Linked DNA regions of Mus musculus: region 2 is linked to region 1. The links are chromatin contacts, called in public HiChIP or PLAC-seq maps. All regions are on one chromosome and are shown on one strand. Each heading gives the region's core, a stretch centred on a gene start, on an enhancer-like site or on the middle of the called end of the contact. The rest is flanking DNA. Distances are from core to core; before and after follow the strand shown.

Evidence for each region. HiChIP or PLAC-seq counts read pairs in DNA pulled down with a chosen protein or histone mark.
Region 2: an H3K4me3 HiChIP or PLAC-seq map of bone marrow-derived macrophages shows a contact between it and region 1, with 4 times the contacts expected there. The contact joins the promoter of Dab2 here to the enhancer-like site in region 1. A contact is called at or near these places in 5 of 39 promoter capture datasets (3T3-L1-derived adipocytes, embryonic stem cells, macrophages and 2 more), 2 of 484 Hi-C or Micro-C datasets (macrophages and uterus), 3 of 115 datasets of contacts at active chromatin or transcription factors (bone marrow-derived macrophages, heart atrium and stem cell-derived neural progenitor cells) and 4 of 9 other capture datasets (adipose tissue, liver, macrophages and 1 more).

The regions. Positions count from the first base shown.
Region 1 is chr15:6,302,560-6,306,762 of GRCm38.p6, forward strand. It overlaps Gm16311 (predicted gene 16311), which reads right to left. Exons shown (of 3, transcript NR_168062.1): 2 at 1,900-2,083; 3 at 686-899. It also overlaps a transcript of Dab2 not described here. Among named protein-coding and RNA genes, the nearest start is that of Gm16311, 5.3 kb to the right of the region's middle. Within about 2 kb of position 1,457, at least 14 of the 459 cell types and tissues checked have an H3K27ac peak or open chromatin away from gene starts, as enhancers often do. A contact at or near this core is called in adipose tissue and bone marrow-derived macrophages, where this site is marked.
Region 2 is chr15:6,384,941-6,389,400 of GRCm38.p6, forward strand. Dab2 (disabled 2, mitogen-responsive phosphoprotein) reads left to right here and starts at 1,808. Exons shown (of 15, transcript NM_023118.5): 1 at 1,808-1,992.

The sequences.
Region 1 (4,203 bases), core at 207-2,706:
ACCTATCTGAAATACAGTGATTTTGTTGAACTATAAACAGAACCGACTAAACTTTGCTTTGATGACTAAAACAATACCTACTTGGTTTAAGCAGGAGTGAAACAATTCCGAAGTGCCTGTGTCTAATCCATATTCTCTGTGTGTCACTGACAACTCTACAGAACATGTTAAAAGCCAGTCTTCAGAATGTTGGATCAGGGAACCTAGAGTTTGTGGCTCTTTTTAACCCTGGAGGGCCTGTGAGTTCCAGTTAATTCAGTGGTCTTAGAAAACAAAATCAAGATTGGTTTTGAGGGGAATAAGGAACATATATATTAAAGATGGTCTGAACTGGTGGTTGCCATTTTCAGACATTGAGCAGTCAGTATTTGCATGTACTGTGTACTTCTCTTTGTAGGTTAATCAGGCTCAGAGACCATGCCACTGACATTGGTGTGCACAATCTCTGTATTTGAGAGGCAGGTTGGCGTGGCTAGTTACTCACTGAAGGTTCCAGTAGCCTAAGCCTCCAGCACAGAGCTTCTCAAAACATGGGCCCTAGAATAGCAGCCACGGGCTTACCTGGGAACTCACCTGAAATGCAGATTCTTAGGCCCCACCTCGGACACTGGGGTAACTCTATGATTAGTCTGGGAAATCTGCATCTTAGGCATCCCAGGCAATTTGGATGCAACCACTGCCTCCGTATGAGTCACCATCATTTTTTATTTATTTTCAAAAAGTTAAACCTTCACCATTTAGCTGAGGTGCCACAGAATAGAAAGTTTAGCCACAAACAGAAAAGCCCCCGTTGATGGCAGATTGACTCGCTCCGTGGAATCGCTGCAAGCCGTTTCAAAATATGGAAAATTGGGCTCTGAAACATTGCGATGTTGGTGTTGGCAAGCAGTCCTGCTGATCTGCAGAGAAATACAGGGTCTTCCTGCTGTTTCCTTTCTCCTGAATTCTTTCCTGGCCTCTTAGAAACTTTCCTTTGAGGCAGGCCTGAAAATATCAACCCCTCCATGAAAATGAGTTGTTTACCCTCCCGATCATTCGTTAGAAAGCATTGAATTTTGCTGAATCAGGGGTAATTGCTTTTGACAAGCATACACATCTAACAGTAAGTGATACCGAAAACACTTGGTGCAAGGCTCAAAACTTGGAACATTCTAGATTCTTAATAACGGGTCATGCCATTTGGCACATCTTTGCATGTAATCTTAAACAGAGTCAGTCCAACCACGACAATAATGAAAAATGAGTACAAAAGGGTGAACAAAATGAGATGTTATCCTGGTGAAACGACAGAAAACAGGGCACTTCACAATGGGTGGGTGGGTGTGGGGCTTTCAAATATAAGAAGTTTAATCTAGTCTGAGTCAATTCTACTTATCTAGAAAGAAGGAAATCTATACAGAGAAAAACTAGGTTTAAGGAAGTGACTACTTTTTGAGTATGTCAAAAGGGGAAACAAAACTACTTCTAAAATGCGGTATTTATCAAATGTAGTTTCTTCCTTATTTAGAGTAATCTAAGGCATATCTTCCTTATTATGAAAATATGAACATATGACATCATGTTAAGTTCAAATATGGTTCATGAAACCATGTTAAGTTCAAATATTAAAAAACAGAGAGTAAAAGGTAAACTATGCCCCTCTTTCATTTCTTTCTTCTACCTATCTGTTCTCTATGGATAACCACTAGAAACTGACGTGCGTATTTTCTGAGTATATTCTGTGTTTAAACCACATTTCTGTTTGTTATTCCATTACTGTGTGAAGCTGAACAATCACTGGATGCACATGGGCCAAGTCTAGGGCATAGCCTTGACATTATAGGTATAAAACATATGAAATGTCTTCATTTGTCTTCACATATCATGAACAGATGTCCATGTCAGTATGTATAGACTTACTTCATCCCTGCAGAAGTAGGAAAGCAGTCATTCTATAAGTGACTGCACCATGAATGTCAAGCCTCTTCCTCTTGAAAGTATAAGATGGTTTCCATTCATAAATGGTCCTTCAAGTCAGCCATCTTTACACATCACTCCTCATTTGTTTGTATCTTGAAAAGGTATTTCCATAGAGGTAGGTTGTCTAGACAAAAAAAAAGGGGGGGGCACTTTAGCTAGTCTTCATACACACTAAGGAAGTATTCTATAAAAAAGCAACAGCAAATGAGGGCTTCTTAGTGTATTATCACCTGTTCTAAGTCACATCACTATTAAAATATATTTGTTCTAGTTGAATAATTATGTGTATGTTTTCTCCTGAGAATTTTGTAACTTAAGCTCATGTATGTCATTGTCTCATCTTAATATTTTGCAGATGTTGTGGGAGTCTAGTTTCATTCTTCTATAAATGTATATCCCATTTTCTAACACGTATTGCTGAAAAGTATTCTTATTTCCTCCAGTGAGCTGTCTTGGGTCCTTGTCAAAGACAGACTGGCTGCAAATGTGAAGGTTGATTTCTGGAATCTCTATTCTTCCCCATTTGACCGTTTGTACACTAGTGTTGAGTTTACACTTGCTCTAACTGTAAGGATTCCAAACTGAGACATAGTAAAAGTTCAAGAGCTTCATTCTTTTTAAAGATTAAGTGGCCTGTCTCATTTCTTTGCACTTCAATAAAAATTTTATGACTGCTTTGTCATTTCTTTGTAGAACCTGCCTAGAAATTTTACAGGGACCACACTGAATCTGTTCCTTTATGCCTATTTTATCCTTTGTGATGAAATGGTAAAGAAATTTTTGCTTTTAATATTCATTTTTGCATTGTTCATTTTAAGCCTCTAGAAATGCAGTTTATTTTTAAACTGTATATTGGAAGTAAAATTTAACCTTGCCAAACTTGATTATGAGTACTAACAAACTGATTACCTCGATACAGGAACACGTAATCTGAAGAGAGAGGTCCTCAACCTTTTGCATTTAGATGGCAGTTGTTTTCATTTCATTGCCTACGTGCTTGGTCTAGAACTTCCAATACAGCATTTCATGGATGAAAAGAACACAAATCTTTGATTTGCTCCAAATACTAGGGAAAGGGAAAACTTTAGCTCTTTTGTCATTATGTATAAAATCAACTGTGTTTCTCATAGAAGCTCCCACGAGGCTGGGGAAGTCTCTTTATAGCTAAGTCTGTGTCTTAGAGTCTCAGCTATATAGCACAGGCTGTCCTTGACCTCAAGAGTCTCCTACCCGAGCCTGGGTTGACAGAGTTGGAATTACAGTCATACACTACCATGTTTTCCCTTTTGAGGTGTTGTACATTGAATTCACTGCCTTGCAATTACACTCAAGATCTGTCAGCCAGCTCTACTTCCAGCCCTTGAAGTTCCTCTTACCTCTTAGTTTGCAAGACTGTAAATTCAATGTGCCCCCATCACTTTGTTCTTGAACTGTAGAGGTTTAGAATTTTTAGTCTGTCTTGGGTTTGTTTGTTTCTATAGGGAAAGACTCATCAGTTTTGCTGACCCTTAAAAAATTGGGGTTCTTTAATTATCTCTTTAGAAAACCTTTGTTTCTTAACTTTTTTTCCTACAGTCTTTACTATTTCTGTTTTGCTTTGCATTTTCATATTTTTTTCCTTTTATTTTCAGGTGCCAAGGCAGAAATTTCAATTGTTAAGTAGAAGTCTTTACCTTTTTAAATGTAGTTGTAGCTGGGAGGGGTGGTGCAGCCTGGTTTACAGAGTGAGTTTCAGCACAGCCAGGGCTACACAGAGAAACCATGCCTCAGAGAGAGAGAGAGACAGAGAGACAGACAGAGAGACAGAGAGACAGAGAGACAGAGAGAGACAGAGAGGGAGAGAATGAGAATTAAATAACTGAATAACTGTGGTTGTCTATGGCCAGAAGCTTCTCCAGGAGCCCACACATCTTGATGTTGTTCCTTCATCCTCAGTCACCATGAAATACATCGTACGCTCTCTGGTGATTCTCGTTCTTCATCTATTGCTGGCCTAGAACTGTTATTTAATTCCCATATGAACTTTGATTCTTCCTTGTTTGTTTCTAATTCCACACTGCACATGATCTCAATCCCTTTGTATTTATCAAGGCTTTTTTTTTGAGGGGGGGGGCTGTTCCAAAATGTTTTGTACTTGACAGAGATGTGTATTCTAGACATTTTGGTTGTTTTAGTTGTTTTTTGTTTGTTTGTTTGTTTTCTGGCAGTACCCTATAGCAAGGAGTATTTCACAGTCTGATGTGA
Region 2 (4,460 bases), core at 558-3,057, 83 kb after region 1:
TTGTTTCTTTTATATTATCAGAGCCCCTGTTTGTGTGAATGAACTACCTTTTTTTCCCCTAATTTTTGAACTTTTTGAAATGACACCATTTCTCTAGACTACTAGATTTGAGAATCAAAGTGTGATGTTCTCAGAGCTAGCAGAATTAAAGTTCGCACCTATGTCTTGTGCCTTCATAGAACTGAAAAGTAGACCTTCCATCATTCACTGAAAATCCTTTTTTTTTCAACCATAGAAAATTACCTCAGAGGAATATTGGAAGCACACACACACACACACACACACACACACACACCTCTACTCTGCACACCCAAGTGTGAAGGGAATCCAGAGGTCAGGTAGGGGCAGCACCTGGACCAGCTGTGTTGCTCTGTGTCTCTTACTCTCCCTGCATGAGGGCTGCTCCAAGCCTGACCTACTTGCAAGCAGAAACTGCCACTCTCATTGAGCTACCTCAAATTACAGTGATTTTGCAGCTGGGGCTAGGCATGGACCACAAAATACATCCTTGGTGCACCATAAGCCCAATTTGAACCCTGGATTCTCAGTGGTAAAATGCAAATCCATTGTGTTGCTTACTCAATAAAATCAATAACCCGTTTCCATCCAAGTCACAATTTGTCATTTTCATAGTCAGTACATTCTGCTTACAACAGGGGAGGAGGGGCAGGAGGGAGAGGGAAGAAGAGGAGGAGCAGAAGGAAAAACAGACAAGAGGAGGAGGAACAAGAAAAAAAGGACTAAATAAGAAAGTGGAAGAGGAGGAAGGGGGAGGGGAAGGAGGGAAAAGGGGGGAAGGAGGGAGAAGGGGGAGGGGAAGGAGGGAGAAGGGGGAAGGAGGGAGAAGGGGGAGGGGAAGGAGGGAGAAGGGGGAGGGGAAGGAGGGAGAAGGGGAGGAGGATCTTCCCAAAGCTTAATTTCTTAAGTACTTGAAAAGCACCACTGTTTCTGTGACTATTTAACAATTGTCCCCTGACTTTAAAATATACAGAAAAGAAATTGTGAGATTCTATAGGATTCCCAAGGTCTGCTCTGCCGGGCTATCCACAGCTGAGCATCGATGAAACACCTTCCAATACTTATTCACATATCTCAATATTTTCATGAAGGAATAAGAAATGCTGTAGAAACTAGCAGACAAAGTCATGTTATCTACGTGTGGGTGGATATACACTGAAATGATCACAAATGTAGATCATTTATATGGAGGCTAACTTGTTTTGTTTAGGCCAGTTTAATAGCGAGAATATGCTCGAGCGTGATATTAAATTTCAATAACAGGGCATCTTTTTACTTGGGCACACATAGATTTCCCTCCTGTTTAAGCACGTTCACAATTAAAGAATAGTGATTTTCTTTAAAGGTAACAATCCAGTCACATGCCCAGCTTTAGAAAGGACAGACTGGACCCGGGAACGGAAAGTCAGGAGTAAAGGCGCGTCTTTGTTCAAAATGCCCCAGGCGGTTTAGGATGAGTTCGCAGTTCGCGTGCCACGCCACTCGAAGTGGCAATCCAGGGAACGGATCTGCGAAACGCAGCTCAGAGGATCCCATCCTTTTCCTCCAGAATTTCCCTTTTCCTGTCCTTACGTGCACCCTTTCTGGCCCAAGGCAGTGTGGGGCTCCTGGCCCGGGTTGTGTGCACGCTCCTTTTTCCGGGTCTCTGCGATCGCCCCCAGCTGGCCGGGCGCACGGGGCGCAGGAGGCGCAGGAGGCGCCGGATCTCCGTGGCTTTAGTTCGAGTTAATAAACAGTTAAGTTTGGAAGACTCGGCAGACACGTTGAGGGGGAGTTACCAAGTCCAGGCAGCAAAAACATCCCGCCGCCACATTCCTGGAGAGTCCTCAGAGCCAGCATCTGATTAGAACCATATCTCTACCGGGAGTGGCCGCGCGGCTATTTAAGTGGCGTTCTCCGCGTCCTCGGCGCTGCAGCCTTGAGGCTTCGGGCGCGGGGAAGTCATGCTGGCTCCACAGAAGCACTAGCTAGTCCGTGAGTAACTCTGCCATCCCCCTTCCCTTCGGTCCCTTCTTTCTTTCTTTCTTTCTTTCTTTCTTTCTTTCTTTCTTTCTTTCTTTCTTTCTCTTTTTTTCCTTTTTTTTCTTTTTTTTTCTTTTTTTTCTTTTTTTGCGACCTACTTCTCTCCTTTGCTGGCTCCTCTCTTCCCATCCCTGCCTTGGCTGCAGACCTTGGGCGCTGGGGAAATCTTACAAATGAGACAGTGTACTCCGGGGAGAGCAGCGGGTTTTGTGGCCTGACATCTGTGGAATGCTTCCAAGGAATGCATTTTACCTTTGGGGTCGGACTCAAGGCGCCCATCCTGTGACATTTAACGAGTCCCTGTGTGTGTGTGTGTGTGTGTGTGTGTGTGTGTGTGTGTGTGTGTGTGTGTTGTACACGAGCCCTAGTTTTTAGGGCTTAGGGGACATCCCAGGGAATGCGCGGTGTGGCTGCTGACCACCTAATAAACTCCTGAATGATGTTCAGTTTTACTGTGCGACAAAGGCTGGGGACATGGTCTGTGCCTCCGAGGAGCTATTTTCTGCTGACTGACAGCACAGGGCATTAAAAATGTGAACTTTGTCTTATACCAGCATTCCTAAGAAAAGTATCTGCCCAAGCCACGTAACAAACTTGTTTTAAATCGTGAAGCGTTTGAATGCTGTTTTTCTTGACTGTTGTAAATTATTTGGAAGGATTAAGAATTCAAGAAGAGGGACTAAACTGTGTTTAAAACCTTGGAGACCCTGCCAACGTAGCGGTTCTCTTTGCGGCATAGAGCTGGCTGTTATTTCTTCCTGCCTGCTCTCCTCCACTTAATCCTGAGTCTGGAATTCAGCTCTGTAGTCGGTTTCAGATGGGAGCTGTGTGAATCCGAAGGGAAATTTAACTGGATTAAAAACAGTTAAAAAATATGGATGTTATCTCCACCCGAGGCACCCCCTCCCACCCTTTCCTCTTTCTTCGCCTGTGTTTGGAAGAAAGGGAGCCACCCTGTAAACCGAGAAGAGCAAAAACGAGCAAGCTTCCAGGCACATGGAAAGCTTTAAAAATTATGGAGGGGCAACTTCATGAATAGTAAATGTTGCTGTTGCTCTATAAAGATGAAAAAATTTCTGGCCCTAATCAGGCAAAGCAGGAGGGGAAGGGTGGAGGTAGATATAACTCCAACCTAAGTAATGGCAGAAAATTTGCCAAAATCCCTTGGAGATAGCTGATAAGGCTCCAGGAACGCTTCTGATGGGATGTCTAACCTACCTAGTTTACAATCTTGAGGCCTGGGTTCTGCACATAGTAGCAGTGACTGGTTGTTTAGAAAGGAGGGACTAGCCAGGACTCGGGAGCCACTGCTACCAAATGGCTTTTCATGGTGCTATCTTGTCCTGGATTAGGCTGCCCTGTTTTAGCTAGCTACCCCACCCACCAAGGACTCTACCTCTCTCCACTCCCTTGGTTGAGGCAGGGCACAGCAGTACTGAAAGAAATGTACTGGCTTGAGAATTTAGGAGTGTTGGGGATTCAGGCTTTGGAGAGGAAAACAGCTATCTAGACAAAGCAATGCTAGAGGAACACAGCTCAGAAGGCGAGATTAGCAAGAGCCCTTGAGAAAGCACCAGAGAGGTGTGGTGGTCTCTTCCAGCACTCGCATCAGACACAGACCACTTCTTCCCTAGTTCGTAGTCACTGTCTCCTAAAACTCGCTGGGTTCTTCCCAAGCCTTGTTTAAAAACCTAATCACAAACCCCTTCTTCCTCTACTGCAAACTCAAGCCCTTTTGTCCAACCGCGAGTCTAGAAACTTTTTCCCTGTAGGCTGCTATGCTCCGTCTTTGCCCTGAGTTCTGGAGAAGGAACCCAGGACCTTGGGCATGCTTGACAAGCCATGGAGCTGCGCTTCTCAATTCCTGGTTGGATGGTCTTACTCTGTAAACCCAGTCTAGACTTAAACTCATCATCCTCCTGCCTCTGCCTCAGGAGCCCTAGGACTGTAGGCGGAGGTGAGCACACCTCGCTAAGCTGGGCCACTTGTATTATGGCAGAAGAGAGAGATTGTGGAGGAATGGGAGGAATGTGTTCTGTCTTTGCCCTCCAGCACCCATGTATTTATAGAACTGATGATCCCGATTCTATTGATCTCCACCTGAGGATGTAAAGGAGGCTGGGAAGATAACCACAGGATGCTTTTAGGCCTTGCTGACTTGAGAAGAAAGAACAAAATCCAGAGGTTAGATCTCTCTCTCTCTCTCTCTCTCTCTCTCTCTCTCTCTCTCTCTCTCTCCTTTCCTCTTTTTCTTTTGGCATTTTGACACTGAATCCCAAAACTTATCTCTCTTCTCAGTGGGAGATTGAACACCCCCCCCCCCCCCAGTCATCGAGTCCTGGAATCCCAGGCGAGCGCCACCACACCCAGTTCAGAGTTTGCATTTCTGCTAAAGACTTAAAATTTCCAAGGTTAAACTA